Regions from separate parts of the Acanthopagrus latus genome. Here region 2 is linked to region 1. A link is a contact called in public Hi-C data. All regions are on one chromosome and are shown on one strand. Each heading gives the region's core, a stretch centred on a gene start, on an enhancer-like site or on the middle of the called end of the contact. The rest is flanking DNA. Distances are from core to core; before and after follow the strand shown.

Evidence for each region. A called contact is a pair of places that touch in the nucleus more often than the background predicts.
Region 2: a Hi-C map of muscle shows a contact between it and region 1, with 4 times the contacts expected there. The contact joins the promoter of ints12 here to the promoter of aimp1a in region 1. A contact is called at or near these places in 3 of 4 Hi-C or Micro-C datasets (liver and muscle).

The regions. Positions count from the first base shown.
Region 1 is chr1:11,814,937-11,818,025 of fAcaLat1.1, reverse strand. It overlaps aimp1a (aminoacyl tRNA synthase complex-interacting multifunctional protein 1a), which reads left to right and starts at 1,660. Exons shown (of 7, transcript XM_037084633.1): 1 at 1,660-1,806. The coding sequence starts at 1,805. It overlaps tbck (TBC domain-containing protein kinase-like protein), which reads right to left and starts at 1,689. Exons shown (of 26, transcript XM_037084267.1): 1 at 1,562-1,689; 2 at 652-864. The coding sequence starts at 844.
Region 2 is chr1:12,005,547-12,008,635 of fAcaLat1.1, reverse strand. ints12 (integrator complex subunit 12) reads right to left here and starts at 1,547. Exons shown (of 8, transcript XR_005074545.1): 1 at 1,405-1,547; 2 at 198-361; 3 at 1-98. gstcd (glutathione S-transferase C-terminal domain-containing protein) reads left to right here and starts at 1,697. Exons shown (of 12, transcript XM_037094767.1): 1 at 1,697-1,823; 2 at 1,995-2,419. The coding sequence starts at 2,006.

The DNA of each region.
Region 1 (3,089 bases), core at 411-2,910:
TGTGCTCACCACTTGTGAAAACTGTGAAAAGCATTTTGTCATGGTTTGTCATAATGGTTTATATTGATAACAATGCCCAAACAAAATGCAAACAAATGGTGAGGGTAGATACCAAAGACGTTTTGGTGCCTCTTCACTCTGATGTTTTCTTTTTACTGCTAATTTTCTTATGAGGCCTGCCCTCTTCCAGGTCGCCATGATGGAGAGAAGGTCATGTGGGTCAGCAACACTTGGCGATGCCTCGGCCTGATCAGTCGTACTCCTGGATCCACACATATTACATATATAATATAAATTCTATCAGATACAACTTTAATTTTGCTGCTCTAGTCTGTACATGCGACACCTATTGCATGTCTGTCAGTCCTGGGAGAGGGATCCCTCCCTTGTGGATATTTCTGAGGTTTCCCCCAACTTTTTTCCCTCCCCTGTTTAAAGTTTTTTTTTTTTCTCTCTCAATATTGCAAGTGTTTCCTCACTCGAACCGAGGGTTTAAGGAGGATGTCATTCACTGAACAGATTGTAAAGCCCACTGAGACTGTGATTGTGATTTTGGGTTATATAGATAAAATTGATTTGATTTGACGTTAGGTGAAAAGGAAATAAAACATCAAATAGCACCCCTTCGAAGGAGCAACACAGAAATCATACCGTGTTTCCCTCTGGAGATGTCCACATACTGACAGAGTCTGGGGTGAGTGACAGTCTTGAGGATCTGGAAGCGTCCCAGGATTTTGATAGAGTTGGGGGTCAGAGGGAGGCCATTGCTCCCACAGACATCATGAGGGAGAGCTGAGGCAAAGAAAGTGAAGGCCCCCAGCTGGGCGTCTTTCAGGGGCCTCATCTTACCACCGGCAGGATGAACTGATAATAGGAAAAGAGTCTTCAATATAATGTATGAATGTATGGCTGTGAATGACAATAACATTGTGATAACGAGCATGGTATTGAGCAGTGACAGCCATTCTGTGTTAGCTAGGGACTAAAAACAAAAACTAAATGTTAACTGCTTAAACACAGTTAAATGTGACTGAGACAAAGACCTACAACGAAGAGACATACAACATATATATATATATATATATATACCATATATAACGTACACAGTGTTAGTGCGCACAGTGATGCTGTAGTTAAACCCACGGTGTGTGCGTGTATGTATGTGTGTAGCTAAGTTATGAAAATAACTGCTTTATTGTTCCGGGTAGGAAACCAAAGATTTGATGAGCATTATATTAGAAAAAATGTTTCTACTCACGCTTAATGGAAAGGTTGTACGGTCATGTCGACTCAATGAATTTTAAATTATGGATAAAGAGATATGTTTGAAATAAATTCCTTTCCTGCCTCAGCGATGCGATGTGAACAGCTGAGCGAACGTGACCGACGACGTTATTTTTGTGCGACACAGTGTTGCCTAGAAGACACTTTTTTTTAATAATATAACGAAATGCGGAGGTTAAAGGAAACAAAACTATTTCAAATCCTCAACAAAATTGCCCTTCGATTTCTTTTTCGTATTTTTTTGTGGAGTTAGTTCGTCTTAATCGTAATTACACACCGGCAATATCCGTTGACTCCTTGCAGTAGCTGATCTATAGAACATATGGCTAGCTAAAACTAACGCAGAAATGACCAGCTTGCTTCACTTCCGCATGGTGTGGAGATCTAGCCGTGGGGTCCTCACTCAGCCTCTTTGCGGCTGACTGCTAGCTGCCTATCTGTCAGCTAGCCGGTCTTACGTTAACAGCTGTCAAGACACAAGTGCTCCCTGAAACGTGTTGGGGGGAGCTGCTCAGAGTCCATGTAAGTTTCACAAACCTGCTTTATTTTACTGCTTCAACTAACGAACGGCAAGCCGTTAATAACAGCTAACCAACCATCGAACTATTAGCATAGCAGTGCTAGCTACGTGATAGTTAGCCAGAAGGGAAGTTGATCTCCCTTGTCTCTGTGTAGTCGAAGATACTGTGGTTAACTGAACCGGCTAATAGCTTACTTATTTAACGGACTAGCTTACTAACTAACTAACTAACTAACTAACTAACTAACGTCGAGTTCACATTCATGAGCAAAACATTCTCAGCAATAGACATTTAGTTAATTATAGTTCTGTGATTTACACTACACCCAGTATAAAATAACGAAACTGTTGTTTGATAATGTGTATTGCAAGTAATTGCATCATTTTGTCTAAGCTTCATTGTCTTCGTTGTTGCAGCAACTGGTCTGCAACCAGCTTTTACTTTAATTTTTGATTAAGCGAGTATGTCACAATAAGTATTTACAAATGTGGGTGTATTTTGTTTTTTGTTTTTTTCCTGTGCATCCCATTCCTTAACAACTAATTTGGTGGTCGAGAAATCAAGCAAATTCTCTCAATTGTGGGTATTACATTTGTGGGTAGTGTACATATATTGTTATTATTCATAGCTAAGCTGTATCCTGAATGTTGGGGAATGTGTTTTAAATAACTACATCAAGTATTCTCTAAACACAAGATAAAATGTACAGATAACTTACAGATACATCAGCGAAAAAAAAAAAAAGAAACACAAAAATATACCTTGCTGATTTTGAGGGGTGTGTGTTTTTAAATGACATTCAATAGTGTGCTTGTGAGCCAGTCCCAATTCTTTGAGCATTCTTCCAAATCTAATATGCTTCTGCTGTGTCTAGTTCTCTAAAATAGTTAAGAAACAAATGGAATTAGAAAATATCACTGTGGTCCCATAATGGCCATAAGTTTGTACTTTCAACATTCAGTCATCATTATGACAAAAACGTAACCTACACATCATCAGATACATTTAAAACAAGTGGTACATGCAGCTTTAAGCGTTTTAACAAATGATGAAAACAGCCTTTATTATGAGCATCTCACTGTTTCTGCTTCATCGTGTTCCCAGCTGTTTTCTATTCAGTTGGGGTTTTAGGGTTTAAGGGTTTATACCATTGCAACTTGTGAAGCTCAGATGATTTATTCTTGGCAATGCATCACATTTAAGCTACTGCCATGAAATCTTGTAGAAATAGATTACAAATACCTGCTGGCATGTTGTAATAAAATGTACTGCTGCATTGTTTCA
Region 2 (3,089 bases), core at 298-2,797, 190 kb before region 1:
CCACTGCTGCTGCTGGAGGATGAGGAACTGGAAGAGGACTTGGAGTCCTGTTTACTTAAGCTCAGTTTTGACACAGACCCCTTGGACACCTCTATATCCTGAGGATACACAATGATAATTCACAATAGAAATGAGTTGCATACATTCATGTTTAAGATTCCAGTCGTATCAAGACAAATCTGTGCTGAACTCCTTACTTTCTGTAGCGAGCGGTACGTTGAGTCACTTCCTCTTGAAAGGGACTCATCCAGTAAAGCTTTGAGCTTCTCAGCGGAGTCTTTACTCTTGGAGTGCAGGTAACTCAATCCCTTTAGAAAGATGGGATCCAACTCCAGACTGACAGGTCCAGCCATGGCTTCAACTGGGAATCATAAAATACATCAGCTTTATAGACTTCTTTTACAACTTGACCAAATACCCATGCTGTAGACAAGTTAGGATACACAAACAAAAAAAAAAAAAAAAAGAAAGAAAGAAGGAGATGAAGCATAACAAAAGCTGTGGGTGCCATATAGACGTGCAGTGTGAACTTGGACTGACAGCTTCAGTCAATTACATACCACAGTGAAACAGCCTTATTGATTCAGATAACAGAGTGTTTTTTCCAAGGACCTGAATCTTGACAGATCTTTGCTACAGTCAATACAACACTGTACCGCAGGCTCCTGGCTCTTAAAAAAAAAAAAAAATAAAAATAAAAAATCACCTAGATGTAAGTTCATTCTCACTTTAGGCTATAATAGATAGAGCTGTTCACATTAAATCCCCTTAACGTTAAATATTTAAGCCGGCTGAAATATTTATTGGTAAATGTCTGGTCTGTGTTTCTTCAGCGCAGCTTAGTCCCACCCAGTTTGTGTATACGGATTTGGTGTACGATATATATTTGCACTGATTACCATAACTCATGACTAGATTACATACATCTAATACAAAGTGAAGCCAGGGAAGGTGAAGGCTAAGAAATAGGTCGAATAAAAACACCTGAAGAGAAGTAGAGACCCTATAATACGACCATGAGTGTTGCTCAAGTGTCCACTCCAGTGACGCTGATTTAAAGATACACATTGCGCTGTATTCTTTCATTTTAACGTGCTCTATGATATACAAATACATTGTTTTCAGTGGGAATTGAACATCATTCAACATCACAGAGTCACAGATATCCTTCTTCCGTCTGTAAGGTTTAACATAAAGACATACGCACGCAAACATCGACATCATTTGGTTGCTGAGTAACGTTATTAGTCCGGACCAGAAACACAGAGCACCGTCCGAGATAGACATCTAAAGTCAGCGGCCCGTAATAAAACAAACTTTACGGACGATGATTGTGAAGTGTTTAAGTTGTATTACGTTACCTCACACTGCTTCTGGAGACAGAACAAAATAAAAAAAACCTACCTCTTATCCCGGTATTTTCGTTATGAGGAAAGCGGTTGACTTCCTATAGAAGAAGTAGGCAGCCGGGGAGGACTGCTTCCCGTCGTCTTACAACATGTGCACCCGTTAAATGTGTCCGGAGTCTCTACGCGCGGAACCTTCTCTGGGAATTATTTTCTTCATTTTTAAAATATCACACGATTTTGAATCCGGTATTTAACATCCAATGACACACACATTCTACTTATTGAATAATTCAAAATTATTGTCGCGTTTTAGTGTATATTCCCATTACAGTACTTGAGGGGCTGTAAGTTTCGACAGCAGACGGATGATGGCGCTGTCGAGCTAAGCTACCTTTAGCACAAGGACAGAAGAAGCAGCAGCACGGTGCCAGGAAGCGTGTACCATAACAACGTGGTTTGATAGAAATAGCCTGTGTATGTGTCCGCATTACTAACGCTGTTGTGAGTATCTGTTAATGTCAGTATATGTGTGGGACCCGAAAATTCGTTTCGGCTAACACCTTGTTGCTACCATACTCAAAACAGACACGTGAAGTAATTTCTAGAGCTCATTACTCATGACTTCACTCTGTGATTACTCCACAGAACTATCCACTATGACGCACACCGAGATAAAGCGACACCCGTCCCTCTATCTGGAGGTTTGCTCCCAGAATGAAGAACTGCGTCTTCCCCTGCACACCTCCATCGCCCTTTTTCTCCTCTCCTACTGCGACTGCAAGTCTTTCAAAGTGTTCCTTGTCTCCACCGAACCTGGCAGCTCCCAGTCACCGAGGAGTCAGCTGTCAGAGTCCGTGGATGTGACTGACGTTCAGCTGGAGGATCTGCCCCAGCTGGTGCGAGGCTGCCGCCTCCCTGCTGTGCTGGATGAGACTGGGAGTCTCTGCAGGGCAGGACTGGCTGTGGTCCTGAGACACATCATCAACAAGACTTTACAGGCTGACCCCTCAAGGAATGATGTGTTGGCTCTGCTGGGGTTCAAGAAGACCTGTCTGAAGGCCTGTGCTGAGGTTAGTGGTAAACAGGGACACACGAGCAAAATATAAAGCCAAAACTTCAGCCACACAGTATCATGACAAGGTCAATGCTGTTAATCCAGAGCTTGACATATATTGATTTGCAAAGCTCGTTTGATTGAAACAAGGTCTCTGGGATGTGAAAGGATCCATCCTGATTCAGTGTACACAATGTTTCAGAGAGGAGAACTGATAAACAACTGTAAAGTCATCAGAATGTTTTTTTGAAAATGACCTTACTTGGTTCTGTTAATAGGGAGAATTGAGACAGCCCAGGTAATCACTTATGAGTAATTGCTTGTATGATCTGTTTTTTAGCCAGTGAACATCAACTCAACCTACAGGCGTGTGTGTGTGTGTGTGTGTGCAGACAAGCACAGAGACTAAGCTTCCCAGTAGCAAATTAAATATGAAATCAATATTTACTTTGGTTTTAATGAAACAAGAAATTCCTCTGGAAATCAACAACTGCTTATAATCAGTACATTTAAGCAAATCCAAGTGATTCACTTACAGCTTTGTCTTAGTTTTTCTTAAAATTGACCACCAAGTTGCATAATTCATCGGTAGAAATGTCATTGGAGAGTAGAAACATAATGACCTTTGAAATAAAGCATTGCCATAGCTTGTTACGAGGGATGCGCTGATACATCAGCTCGACATC